Linked DNA regions of Mus musculus: all the other regions are linked to region 2. The links are chromatin contacts, called in public Micro-C and promoter capture Hi-C maps. All regions are on one chromosome and are shown on one strand. The core of a region is the stretch at or near the end of the contact, and the rest is flanking DNA. Distances in the headings are between cores, read along the strand shown. Region 1 holds the start of 2810004N23Rik (RIKEN cDNA 2810004N23 gene). Region 2 holds the start of Sipa1l2 (signal-induced proliferation-associated 1 like 2). Region 3 holds the start of Arv1 (ARV1 homolog, fatty acid homeostasis modulator). Region 4 holds the start of Tsnax (translin-associated factor X).

Region 1 (2,700 bases), core at 169-2,668, 710 kb before region 2:
CACCTCTGACCCTTAGTAATACAATTACGCTAGTCCTCACACCCGGTGCCATCAACGTCATAGTTCCCAGGACCATGTTAAAAGCATTTGCCTCTATACTAGCATGTCTTTTTACCACACTGCAGGGTTACAGGTACATGTCCGGGTTCTTCTTGTTTTCCTTCGGTTTTGGATTTAAAGGGAATCCAGCTAAACTTTAATTGCTTTAATTTGAATACCTTTACTTTCTACTCTATTTCTCATCTTCAGTTTGTTTCTTCTGCTCAGACTCTCAACAGTGATCTGAAATTTCAATCAGGCGTCTAAGCCTCAGTACTGACCTACAGTATGGGCCCAGGAGCTTTCTGAATACTAGCTGTGTACTTGTGGCCAATGTAACTCTGCCAGTATAGATATAAAAATGAATAGGTAAAGTCCAGGTAGCTGGGAAGTAACTACCGTAATGAATTCCTGCATGTGTGAATATCAACTGTATCTAGGATTTTAAAAATTAGTCTTAAAACTTGTGAAAGTCAGCCAGGTGGTGGTGGTGGCGGCGGCGCACGACTTTAATCCCAGCACTTGGGAGACAGAGGCAGGCGGATTTCTGAGTTCGAGGCCAGCCTGGTCTACAGAGTGAGTTCCAGGACAGCCAGGGCTACACAGAGAAACCCTGTCTTGAAAAACCAAAAAGAAAAAAAAAAAAAAAACCCAAACAAACAAACTTGTGAAAGTCGGAGGCCAAGTGTTGTCGGTGGACACAAAGAACCTAACACAGCGCAGAATGTGACATCAGGCCCTAGACCTTGAGACTCGAGCTCTTAAGGAGGACCTTTATGAAGATGTGTGTACATATATGGGTTGCTCTGACAGTTAATGAGGGAAACACACAAAAATGCATGTACATGTACACCTGGTACGTTCTTCCAAGTTCTCAGCTTGCTTTTGCTTTTTAATCGTGTAAGTGAGCTTGGAATTTTGAGCAACCGCTCCAAAATAAAAACAATACAGCGTTTGTTACGTGTCTGGTTCTAAAAGTCAGGCAATCAACGTGAGCTCTTCTGCCTGCCAGTGCCTGTCCTTCTGCGAGTGGCCTGCCTTTAGTAACCATCTCTGATTTTATTTTCCTGCACAGTGAGAAGGAGAGCAAAAGGTCGGCCAACAAGTGGGGGAGAAGGTCCCGGAGAGGGTAGCGCTTGCGGACATGGCTCCAGGAGACCACGTGGGCCGTGGTCCCGCCGCCTCGGGATGCGTTTCACTGTCTTTGGCCGCCTCCTCCCAGGAGCTACGCTCACCCAGGTCGTAGAGGGTCCGCAGAACGGCGTCCAGGAGTGCCTCCGAACCAGGAGGCTCAACGGAGTCCGAATCGTGCTCCGCCGCCATGGGAATCAGCACGGAGACCCCCCCAGATCCCGCCCAGTGCCCACCACTTCCGCTTCCGGCGCGGCTTCTGCGCGTGCGTCACGGTCCCTGCGCGGCCTCGGGCCTGGTTAAGATGGCGGTGCCCGGGGTCCCGTGCAGTGGCCGTACGGAGTGCCACTGTCCTGGGCAGACGGGAGCCGCCCCGTGCGAAAGAACCGCCCCCAGCGGCTGCACTACAGCCGTGTAGCAGACCAGCCCAGGCCCCGCCAGGGACGGCAGCCGCGCCATGGACGTTCCTAGCTCCTCCAGCTCCCGATTCTCGGTCGGCTCGGCCAGCCCTAGCAGTGTGCTCCTCTATGCGGTAGGCGCCTGGGAGGACCAAGGCCCAGGGCAACGTCGCGGGAAGGACAGTCCCTCCCCGATCCCTATGTCCCCAGCCCACGACCCTTGCTTGTCTTAAAGAGCGGGTCCTAACCCAGTTGGGTACGTGGCTTGGTATCCACGGCAACCATGTGTCTGCGCCTCGGTTAACGCGTCTGCTTTTACAAGTTTGTATCGATGGCGGTCCCTCTGTCCCTTCTCCCCGTCAGGCCGGGAGCCCCCGCACACAACATGAGGGGAGCATTAGAGTTCTGCCTGTTGAGTAGTAATCTTAGTCCTGACCTAGCCCGAGAAGACTTTTGGGTCTCCACCTCCCGCCTTCTCCCCAGCCCTCTACCTTAAGTATTCCTGAGAGAGAAAAATATTCGGCTACAATATGCGCGTAGAGTTTTTTTTTTTAACTCTTACTTGGAACCTCAGGAAATTACTGTCTTCTATTCGTTATGTTTGCACAAGTTTCTGAGTAGGATACCCATTGCCACTGTTTTCTGTCCAACTTACCTTCTACACTACCCCCTTCCGCCCCCCACTTCCTTCCTCTTCTAGTTTTAACTGGTGGTTTGCCCCGTTTGGTTTCCAACAGAGTGTTGGTCACTTACAATATTCACGAGCAATTATCAAGGTGGAGACTTCGTGTGCTTTCACTCCGTGGGTTTGCACAATTACGGGTGGGGTGGGGTGAGAATTTGCTTATTTTTATGTGTATGAGTGTACCTGCATGTGTGTATGTGCACCACGAGGTGTCTGGTGCATCAGAGGCCAGCTCTGGGAATTGAGTTACAGATTGTGAGCTGCCCCAATGTGGTTGCTGAAGGAATGACCCTTAACCCTTGTGCCATCTCTCCATCCTCGGGGGAGAGTTAAAAAAAATCTTAATTAATTATTTTTGAAACAAGATTTTCTTGGTTTGTTCTCTGGCTTTGGCACTAGCTGTGAAGCCCCAGGCTTTCTGGATCTTGCATTCCTCATGCCCTCACC
Region 2 (2,772 bases), core at 59-2,558:
AACAGCCTCACACGCGCCCAAAACTGAAGATAGACTATTCTTCCCCCCTCCCAACCACCCTCCACCCCCTGCAATAGATCCCATTGCTGCCTGTTCCGGAAACCGCTCCAGCTAGCCATAAACAGCATGTCGAAATCTATGCAGCTCTTATCACCAAACCCACCCAAGAACTCCACATTCTCCAAAGACATCAAGACCTCCGCGATGCAGAGCCCAGTAACAAGCAGCTCGCTCATTCGTAGTCACCTCTGGTCGCTAGAGATCAAAGCCCACTTTCCATATTTGAAAAAAGAAATATAATAACCAGTTTAAGCCTTACAGGGGAGTACTATGTTTCAAATAAAGCAGCAGTTTGGGATAGTTTCTTCCTTTCATTCCAATTTGTAAGACGTTAAATAAATAAATAAATCCCAGCCTAGACTGCAGACGCAGGAAACTCAAGCGGGCAGCGGACTAAAATGCCTGTCATAAGAAAGCCATCTAGTGTTAAAGTTTAGAAGTGAAACCGCAGACAAAAGGAACATTTCTGGGACTATTTTGAAGTTACTGGGGAAAACCAATGAGAATAACCAAGACGCCCCGTTTTCTGCGGATGACTTGGGTTTTGGGGTGTTCTGCATTCTGCCTTTCCCCCTCGCTGTTTGGCCTTCTTTCTCAAAGCCATCCTTGCGCAGACCGAGGCAACTCCAAGCAGAACCCGAAGCGCCTAAGACCTGTTTTGACCAAAATCAGGTATCGCCCAGCCCCAATTCGTGAGGACGCACTTGCTGTCCGTTCGCCCGTGCTGACGTTGGCCCGGACTGAATTAATGTAGCCGAAGATGGTTAATGACGACAAACGTCTCCCCAAGGGGTGACGCCAAGTTGTCCTCGGCTTTCGCTCTCCGGGAGACGAGCCGAAATTGATTCTCGGGATTCTGCGACCAGGCTCAAATGAATGTGCCGGCGCTGCCGGTCGCTTCCCGACCGCGGTCCTCACCCGCGGAGACGCGAGCCCGCGCGTACAAAGGAGCGGGAGTCCCGGGGGAGCGGCCCGCAAGTTGCGCGCAGCCGGGCAGGTCCGGTCCCTGCGCCCTGCACCCCGCACCCCCCGGCACGCACCTCGGAGCCGCGGTCCTCTGGACCCCGCCAGGGCCGGCGCGCAGAAGCCAGGGCCTCGCCGCCCGCCGCCGTCCCGCGCTACCCATGGGCGCGCTCCCCGCGCGGCCGTTGCGCCCGCGGCTCGAGCTGTCGCCAGGCGCCGCGCTGCGTCCTCGGCCGCCCGGCTCCGTCTGCAGCCGGCTCCCGCCGCCGCCGCCCGCCCCGGCACCGCCCCCACGCGCTCCGCCCCCGCCTATTGGCCGGTGCCCCGAAAGACCCCACCCCGAGCGCGCCGCCCCCTCTCATTGGCCGGTGGCCGGACGGTCCCCGCCCCTAAAGCTCCGCCCACGCCCATTGGCCAACCGGACAGGCCCCGCCCCGAGCGCTCCGCCCACGCCCATTGGCGCGCCTCCTGGCCAGACTCGCCCCTCGCGGTCGGGCGCGCGCGAGCGCGAGCGTCCTCGGAGAGCGATTCTCCAGGTCGCGGCGAGCGCGAGGCCTCGGCTTACGGGGACAGGCGGCCGGCTTCGGAGTGCTCGCGAGCCCGGGTGCCCTCGGAACGACCGGTGCTCTCCGGGTGTGGACTCTCATTCGTACATGCTCGCACCATGTCCGGACCCTTGAGAGTCACCACGGCCTGGCGAAGCCCGAGGGACGGACTTGACGCAAAAGTGCAAGCTGTAGTCGCGCGGGCCGGGGAACCTGAGCCAGGAGCGATGCACGAGCGGGCCCACGCCTGCTCTCGGTGTTCCGGCCCTGTCTACCCCCTTTACCCCCAACCGCCGGGAGCCTCACCTGCGGCCGGCTGCAGAAGAGCGGCGTTGGGCTCTATTTTGAGATGCACGGGCAGGAGGAGTAAATAAGGCCGGAGCAGGTGGCAGAGCTGGCTCCACCTTACGTCCCCAGAGTCCTGAAATGGTTTGTTTGGGACTTTGAACTCCTCCCTGGAAGAGATAATGTTAATAATGTTATCTCTCCTTCCCTGTCGCAGTGCTTCCTACTACGAGCACACATCCTGGTGAAGTTTAAACAGTGGGTCCCCACCCAAGCTGCATTTCTCTGCGTGCACATTGTCCAATCTCTTATATATCATTTTAAATACAGGTGTAATGCGTAGGAATGGGCCTTGTAAAACATGCCAGCAACCTGTATATGACATTATGCTCCTGAGATTTCCAGGTTTTGAGGTCTTTCTGGATGGTCTCCCTATACCTACCGTTTGCAGAAGTTGTGTATGCATTCCACAAACATGAAGTCTGAGAAAAGTCCTGTGCTGCAGTGCTTTCTGGGAAACTTTTTACCAGACCCTGCTCTGTGCTTGGGGGTGAGGTGGGGGAGGGGGCAGATTAAACCGGGGCAGAGACTGTGGAATACAGCGCCAGAGAGGAAGGCAGGGCGTGGCTGCGGGCTCAGGTATCTTACAGAAACAAATATAAAATGCCTCTTTTGGCGAAGGTACGGAGATTGCTGGGGTTTCCAAGAAAAATACCAGCCATGAGGCATTCAACGGAGCTTGTCTAAAAGCCAGCGTGAGTCAGATTCCTCAGAAGTTAAGGGCGTTCTCTGCTTTTGCCAAGGACCTGGCTTCTGTACCAGGCTCTCAGTGGCAACTTACAACCATCTGTAACTCCAGGTTCAGAGGATCAGAGGCCCTCTTCTGGCTTCTCTGGTCATTGCAGCCATGCTGTGGACA
Region 3 (2,748 bases), core at 199-2,698, 850 kb before region 2:
CCAGGATTGGGACAAACAGAAGAGAGGCATTTCCTACTAAGAGCCTTTGGTGGTTAAGACAAAATCTGTCTGTAAAGTTGAGCATGGAAGCTCACACTTGTAAGCCCAACTTGGAGGGTTTGTAGAGAAGGATCGTGGTAAATGCAAGTTCAAGGCCAGCCTGGGCTCAGAGAGACCCTTTCTCAAAAACAAAACCTCATAGTCAAGTAAACGGAGTCTCCTATTTACAGACAAGTTCACAGACAGGTAACCCCCTGCCCTGAATCAGGAGGTGACATTAACAATGGTCATTCGATTCACTAAGGAATGCTGGCCACATCAGCTGCAACAGTGTTGGGAGGCAAAGCCAAGACACAAAATAAGTCCAAAAGCCATTCCAAGAAGTCAGATGGTGCTCAAAGGAAGTCAGATTGCACTAATCTTGAGACTGCATCTCAGCTAAGAAACTAGGTAGTGTTTGGGTAGGCATATGGTGCTGAACATTGGTGGGATGTTTTAAAAGGCATTATCAGCCAGCTGCTACTAGGTATAGAAGACCCAGACCTTCCCCACGGCAAGTCGGAGGGACACCCACTGAGGGGAAGGGAGAGTGGAGAGGGTACTGATGGGTAAAAACGCCCACTGTACAACTCAAAACAGAAAGAGCATGTGCATTTTGCCCAGAGCCTGACCAATGAATGAGCCTGAGCAGCTGGAATGCACGCAGGAATCAGGCCTGAAGCTCTCTCTCTACCGTTGGGGGTACATCTGAGGAGCACGGGTCAGTGCTCATGTCACCCCGCAAATCCAACCTGCTTGCACCTCTCAAGATTGGATTCCTGAGGTGGGGATCGGGCAAATCACCTACCGGAGCAAGCAGAAAGAAGTCTGACTTCCTGGCCCGTGCACGCCAGCAGGCACCCTCCAGGCAGGTCCTTATCCCCGCCGCCCACCTGAGCCCATCCCCGGTGCCCCCACTTCCCAGATGCTTCCACGCTGGGCAGGGGCGGCCCAGGGAGAGGGCGGCTCGGCCCACTCACCGCACTCCGGGTACTGGTCCGCCCAGTCCCCCGACTGCGGACAGCCGCCGCCCGCCGGGGCCTCCTGCTGCTGCCGGTGCTGAAGCTCCTGCTTCAGCAAGGACAGCGGAGAGTAGTGCTCGGTGGCCCGCGCGCAGGCCAGCGCCCCCAGCAGCAGGAGCAGCGGCCGCACCACCGCAGCACCCAAGCTGCCCGAGCAGCCGCAGCCGCAGCCGGCAGGTGCCATCTTCCCGCACGGCGCAGGCGCGGCCCTGCTCTGCCCGCCGCGGGCAGGTGGGCGCGGCGCGCAGCCGCAGTACCCGCTGGGAGTTGTAGTCCTCGCCCTGTTAGCCTCAAGCACTCATTCAGCGCTTGGACTACAAGTCCCAGTAAGCCCTTGGGTGCCCCTCCCAAGGCCAGTCCAGGCGTCTTCCGCCAGCGGCCGGAAGCAGGAGCCCTAGAGTGGCCATGGGGACCGGCGGGCGTAGGGGGACGCGGTCCGGGAAAGGCACGGAAGGCGCAGCGGCGACTTCTTCCTCTTGCCTGTATCGTTGTATCGAGTGCAACCGAGAGGCTCAGGAGCTGTACCGGGACTACAGCCACGGCGTGCTCAAGATAACCATCTGCGTGAGCGCGCCGGGGGGCGGGGCGCGGCTAGGAAGGCGGATCCGAACTTGCTGTGGTCCGGGGCGAGGCCTGGGAGCTTGAGCACGTGGGGGAGGAGTGGTCCTTGTGATGGTGTGAAAGAGAAAGCAAGGATGTGCTTGAAGACTGCCTAGGCCATAGATGTTCTAAGACTTGTGGCACCCAGGAGTGGTGGCGCATTTCTATGACTCCAGCACTCCACTCGCATGCCAGGCAGGAGGAGAATCACGAGTTGGACTCCAGCCTCGATTGCCGCGAGAGAGAGAGAGAGAGAGAGAGAGAGAGAGTGTGTGTCTCAAGCGAATAAACGAGTGATGGAGAGAGATGTGATTCACTAAGGAAATAGGAATTGTAGCAGGAAGCGTGTCATTCTCTTGTTGATCCTGAGGAGATGGAAGCAGTATTTGAGGTCTGGTACTGTAGAGAGTTCTTAGAAGAAAACTGTGTCTTATCGGGGTACTTGTCAATTTAATAGTAAATAATACAACAATTTAACCGAAATGGAAAGCATTTACCACGGCCGGGGATGTTGCTCGCCATGTAGGGCAGCCTTAGATTCCGGCTCCAGCACCACGCCTGTAATCCCTGCAATTGGGAGATGGAGGCAGGAGGTCCAGAACAGAAAGAGAGGGAGGGAGAGAATGAATGTCTCTCTGTGTGTTTCCTCTTTATACTCTTAAGTGAAGGCAGGAGGAAGCAGTGGAGAGAGTTCTGGTGGGAAAGGACTCACTGATTCATCAGGTCCACTGATGGAGGAAGTCAGCGTGCTCCCTATGTGAGGATGGATGGACACAGGGTAGTAGAAGGAGGTTCTTTGGGTAGAGGTCACTGCCTCTCATTGTAACAGTCTTCAGATGGCAAGATGGCATGCTGTCTTAGCCTTCTAAACTGTCAGGTCCCTGAGGTTAGAGGATTGTGAGTGGCTCCAGGTGATTAGCTTCTTGGAGCCCATGAAGTTCTGGGGAAGGAGAGCTCTTGTCCTGTCGCATCTACAGCACGAACATCTGGCTGATAAGTGATACCGAAGGAATAGGAGGAGTTTTGTGTTTCCTGATGCTGGTCTTTCCCCTCCTGCTTCCAAATTTGTCTGCCTCCTTGTCCTGAC
Region 4 (2,700 bases), core at 68-2,567, 560 kb before region 2:
CACCTACTGAGCAATCCCTGTAGCCCCACATCGTCAAAAATAGTGGAATACTGGTTTTGTGTGTCAACTTGACACAAGCTGGAGTTATCACAGAGAAAGGAGCCTCCCTTGAGGAAATGCCTCCATGAGATCCAGCTGTAAGACATTTTCTCAACTAGTGATCAAGGGGGGAGGGCCCAGCCCATTGTGGGTGGTGCCATCCCTGGGCTAGTGGTCCTGGGTTCTATAAGAAAGCAGGCTTAGCAAGTCAGAGGAAGCAAGCCAGTAAGAAACACCCCTCCATGGCCTCTACATCAGCTCCTGCCTCCAAGTTCCTTCCTGTGTGAGTCCCTGTCCTGATTTCCTTTGGCATGAATAACGATGTGGAAGTATAAGCTGAATAAACCCTTTCCTCCCCAACTTATTGGTCATGTTTTGTGCAGGAATACAAACGCTAAGACAACTGGTGAATGTGGGCTCAGAAGTCACAGAAATTCAAGATGGTTATGTGTCCAACATTCATCCATTGTTGTTCCCCCACAGCCTTTTCATGCAGGACTCTGCCCAAACCATCTAGCTTTTTGCTGATTCAATGGTGACAGCTTATGGCCTGATTTTTGAGCTGGGAGACCCTCCTGTGATGCTGTTGTGGCCTTGACTTCACTGGCTAATTCTACGTATATCATTTCCATAAGTGTGTCTGTTCCTAAGTTAACAAGAACAGACTGTGTGACTAAAATGTCTGTAACATGCACATGGCTGAACTTGACTCAAGATGTTGGGCTTTGTTCAATAAGTAATCTTAATTGAGCATGGTCTCTAATGGGCTGCTGGAAGCCTCAAAGGAATGGTACTAGCTAGGTGAGGTAGCATGTGCTCAAACAACAGCCTTAGGGCTTGACAATGTGACCAAACTTTCCATCTATTCCAAAGCTGCTTCTCTTCGAAGACCTTGCGACACTTCCAGGTGCCACGCACCCAGCACATGCCAAGGGCATGCATGGACGCAGGAGGCTGCTCAGAGAGGCGAGGGGACAGGAGGCCGCTGCCCGCGACAGGACTACACAGCTCAGGTAGGCACTCAACGGCTTGCACCACAACCTGGCACACCGGAAGCATGCGCGACTGAGAGAGAGCGCCGGGTAGGCACTTGGACGTGGGAGAAGCCGGGACACAGACCGGAAGTATGTGCAGCACAGGGAGCGCGCCGGGAGCCCGGCCGGAAACGTGCGCTGCTGCAGGAGCGCGCCCGCCCGCATGCCCGCCCAGGCGGTGTGGGACACGGGCCGGAAGTGTGTGCGGCCGAGGGGACTCCGCGGCGGACGCAGCTCCCGGCTGAGGCTGCGTGAAGGATCCGCTTCCGGCGGCCGCCTACTGCGACCAGGGTGGTGTGCGCTGTCACCCACGGGCTCAGCGCGGCGTCCCGCGACGGCCTTTCGCTGAGCTGGCCCGGCGGCTGCGATCCCTGCGCGTGCAAGCCGAGGCCCCGCGGCCATGAACGGCAAAGAAGGTGCGGGGCCGGCGCGTGGAGGGGAGGGGCTGGCAGGGCCTGGCCCCTGTGCTCGGCTGTCACCGTGCCATCCATCGCACGCCCCCAGGGGACCCTGCGGACCGACCCAGAGCGCAGCCGGGTGCCTGGGGTCTCAAGCCGCGTTTTGTGCGACCCCTGCACCAGTGCACGAGTTTGGGGACCTGTGTGTGGCTGGAGAGGTCGAGCCCTGTGGGTACCGGGGGACGAAGGGGATAGCCTGGGCTGTGCTAGCGCGGCATCGCAAGGGCTCCATCCATCTCTTCTTTTCTGCCTAAGGACCAGGAGGGTTCAGGAAGAGGAAGCATGACACCTTCCCACATAACCAAAGGAGAGAGGGGAAGGATGCCAGTTTGTCTTCGCCGGTGATGCTGGCCTTCAAATGTAAGTTTCCATTAGGAGAATTAGAACCATAACCGTAACAATCGTGTCGCCGTAGTGTTCGGGTGTGGGGTCGGTTAGGGAGCCTTTAGTCCATGCCGATGTAAGGCTTAGTTTTCCTGAATGTTTCGTGTTGGTGCTAGGTCTGCCCAGAAAAAAAAAAAATCTGTATTCTAAACATTCCGATATCAGGATAACTTGACCAAGTTAATAGAACAAGAATACCAGTGTACATGTATGTACGAGATTCACTAATAGTTCCTGTTCTATGCAGAGTGCTACCTCAAAATAAGTCTTGCCAGTCTAGTAACCAATCTAACACACTCTAAATATAAATATATGTGCTAGTAAATGGTAAGTGTGAAGATGATGTTACATACAGAACAGTTGGTAAGAATGTGGCAGATATTTCCATATTATTTAACATTTAATGCTTTTTATGTGGGACTTTTTACTGTTTACTAATGTTAATATAGGCCACCATAGTCAAGGGCTTTGGGATATAGATGTTTGCCACTTTGCATTTGCTAAAAGTAACGCAAAGTAAAAACTGCTTCATATTTAGGAAGAAAGAATTAGGTTGCACCTTGTAAAGAGAAGGGTCCCAGCTAATGTGTGGACAGTTTTGTTTTTGTTTTTGTGTTTTTTTCTTTTTTGTTTTTGTTTTTTTTTTCGAGACAAGGTTTCTCTGTGTAGCCCTGGCTGTCCTAGAACTCACTCTGTAGACCAGGCTGACCTCGAACTCAGAAATCCACCTGCCTCTGCCTCCCAAGTGTTGGGATTAAAGACGTGCGCCACTCCCCCCCCTCCCT

What was found. Hi-C and Micro-C count contacts between places; a contact is called where the count stands out from the background. Capture Hi-C pulls out chosen DNA fragments and counts their contacts.
Region 1: a contact with region 2 is called in a Micro-C map of embryonic stem cells, with 5 times the contacts expected there. The contact joins the promoter of 2810004N23Rik here to the promoter of Sipa1l2 in region 2. A contact is called at or near these places in 3 of 484 Hi-C or Micro-C datasets (embryonic stem cells and natural killer cells), 4 of 115 datasets of contacts at active chromatin or transcription factors (embryonic stem cells, large pre-B cells, memory CD8 T cells and 1 more) and 1 of 9 other capture datasets (adipose tissue).
Region 3: a promoter capture Hi-C map of adipose tissue shows a contact between it and region 2. The contact joins the promoter of Arv1 here to the promoter of Sipa1l2 in region 2. A contact is called at or near these places in 2 of 484 Hi-C or Micro-C datasets (CD4 T cells and embryonic stem cells), 1 of 115 datasets of contacts at active chromatin or transcription factors (pancreatic cancer cells) and 1 of 9 other capture datasets (adipose tissue).
Region 4: a contact with region 2 is called in a Micro-C map of embryonic stem cells, with 5 times the contacts expected there. The contact joins the promoter of Tsnax here to the promoter of Sipa1l2 in region 2. A contact is called at or near these places in 1 of 39 promoter capture datasets (embryonic stem cells), 1 of 484 Hi-C or Micro-C datasets (embryonic stem cells) and 2 of 115 datasets of contacts at active chromatin or transcription factors (astrocytes and pancreatic cancer cells).

The regions. Positions count from the first base shown.
Region 1 is chr8:124,861,611-124,864,310 of GRCm38.p6, forward strand. It overlaps 2810004N23Rik (RIKEN cDNA 2810004N23 gene), which reads right to left and starts at 1,419. Exons shown (of 7, transcript NM_025615.2): 1 at 1,275-1,419. The coding sequence starts at 1,362. Gnpat (glyceronephosphate O-acyltransferase) reads left to right here and starts at 1,423. Exons shown (of 16, transcript NM_010322.3): 1 at 1,423-1,702. The coding sequence starts at 1,628.
Region 2 is chr8:125,568,555-125,571,326 of GRCm38.p6, forward strand. It overlaps Sipa1l2 (signal-induced proliferation-associated 1 like 2), which reads right to left and starts at 1,309. Exons shown (of 22, transcript NM_001357372.1): 1 at 1,101-1,309.
Region 3 is chr8:124,720,718-124,723,465 of GRCm38.p6, forward strand. Arv1 (ARV1 homolog, fatty acid homeostasis modulator) reads left to right here and starts at 1,449. Exons shown (of 6, transcript NM_001368372.1): 1 at 1,449-1,625. The coding sequence starts at 1,467. It overlaps Ttc13 (tetratricopeptide repeat domain 13), which reads right to left and starts at 1,255. Exons shown (of 23, transcript NM_001373939.1): 1 at 1,020-1,255. The coding sequence starts at 1,245.
Region 4 is chr8:125,011,724-125,014,423 of GRCm38.p6, forward strand. It overlaps Tsnax (translin-associated factor X), which reads left to right and starts at 1,318. Exons shown (of 6, transcript NM_016909.3): 1 at 1,318-1,489; 2 at 1,787-1,891. The coding sequence starts at 1,474.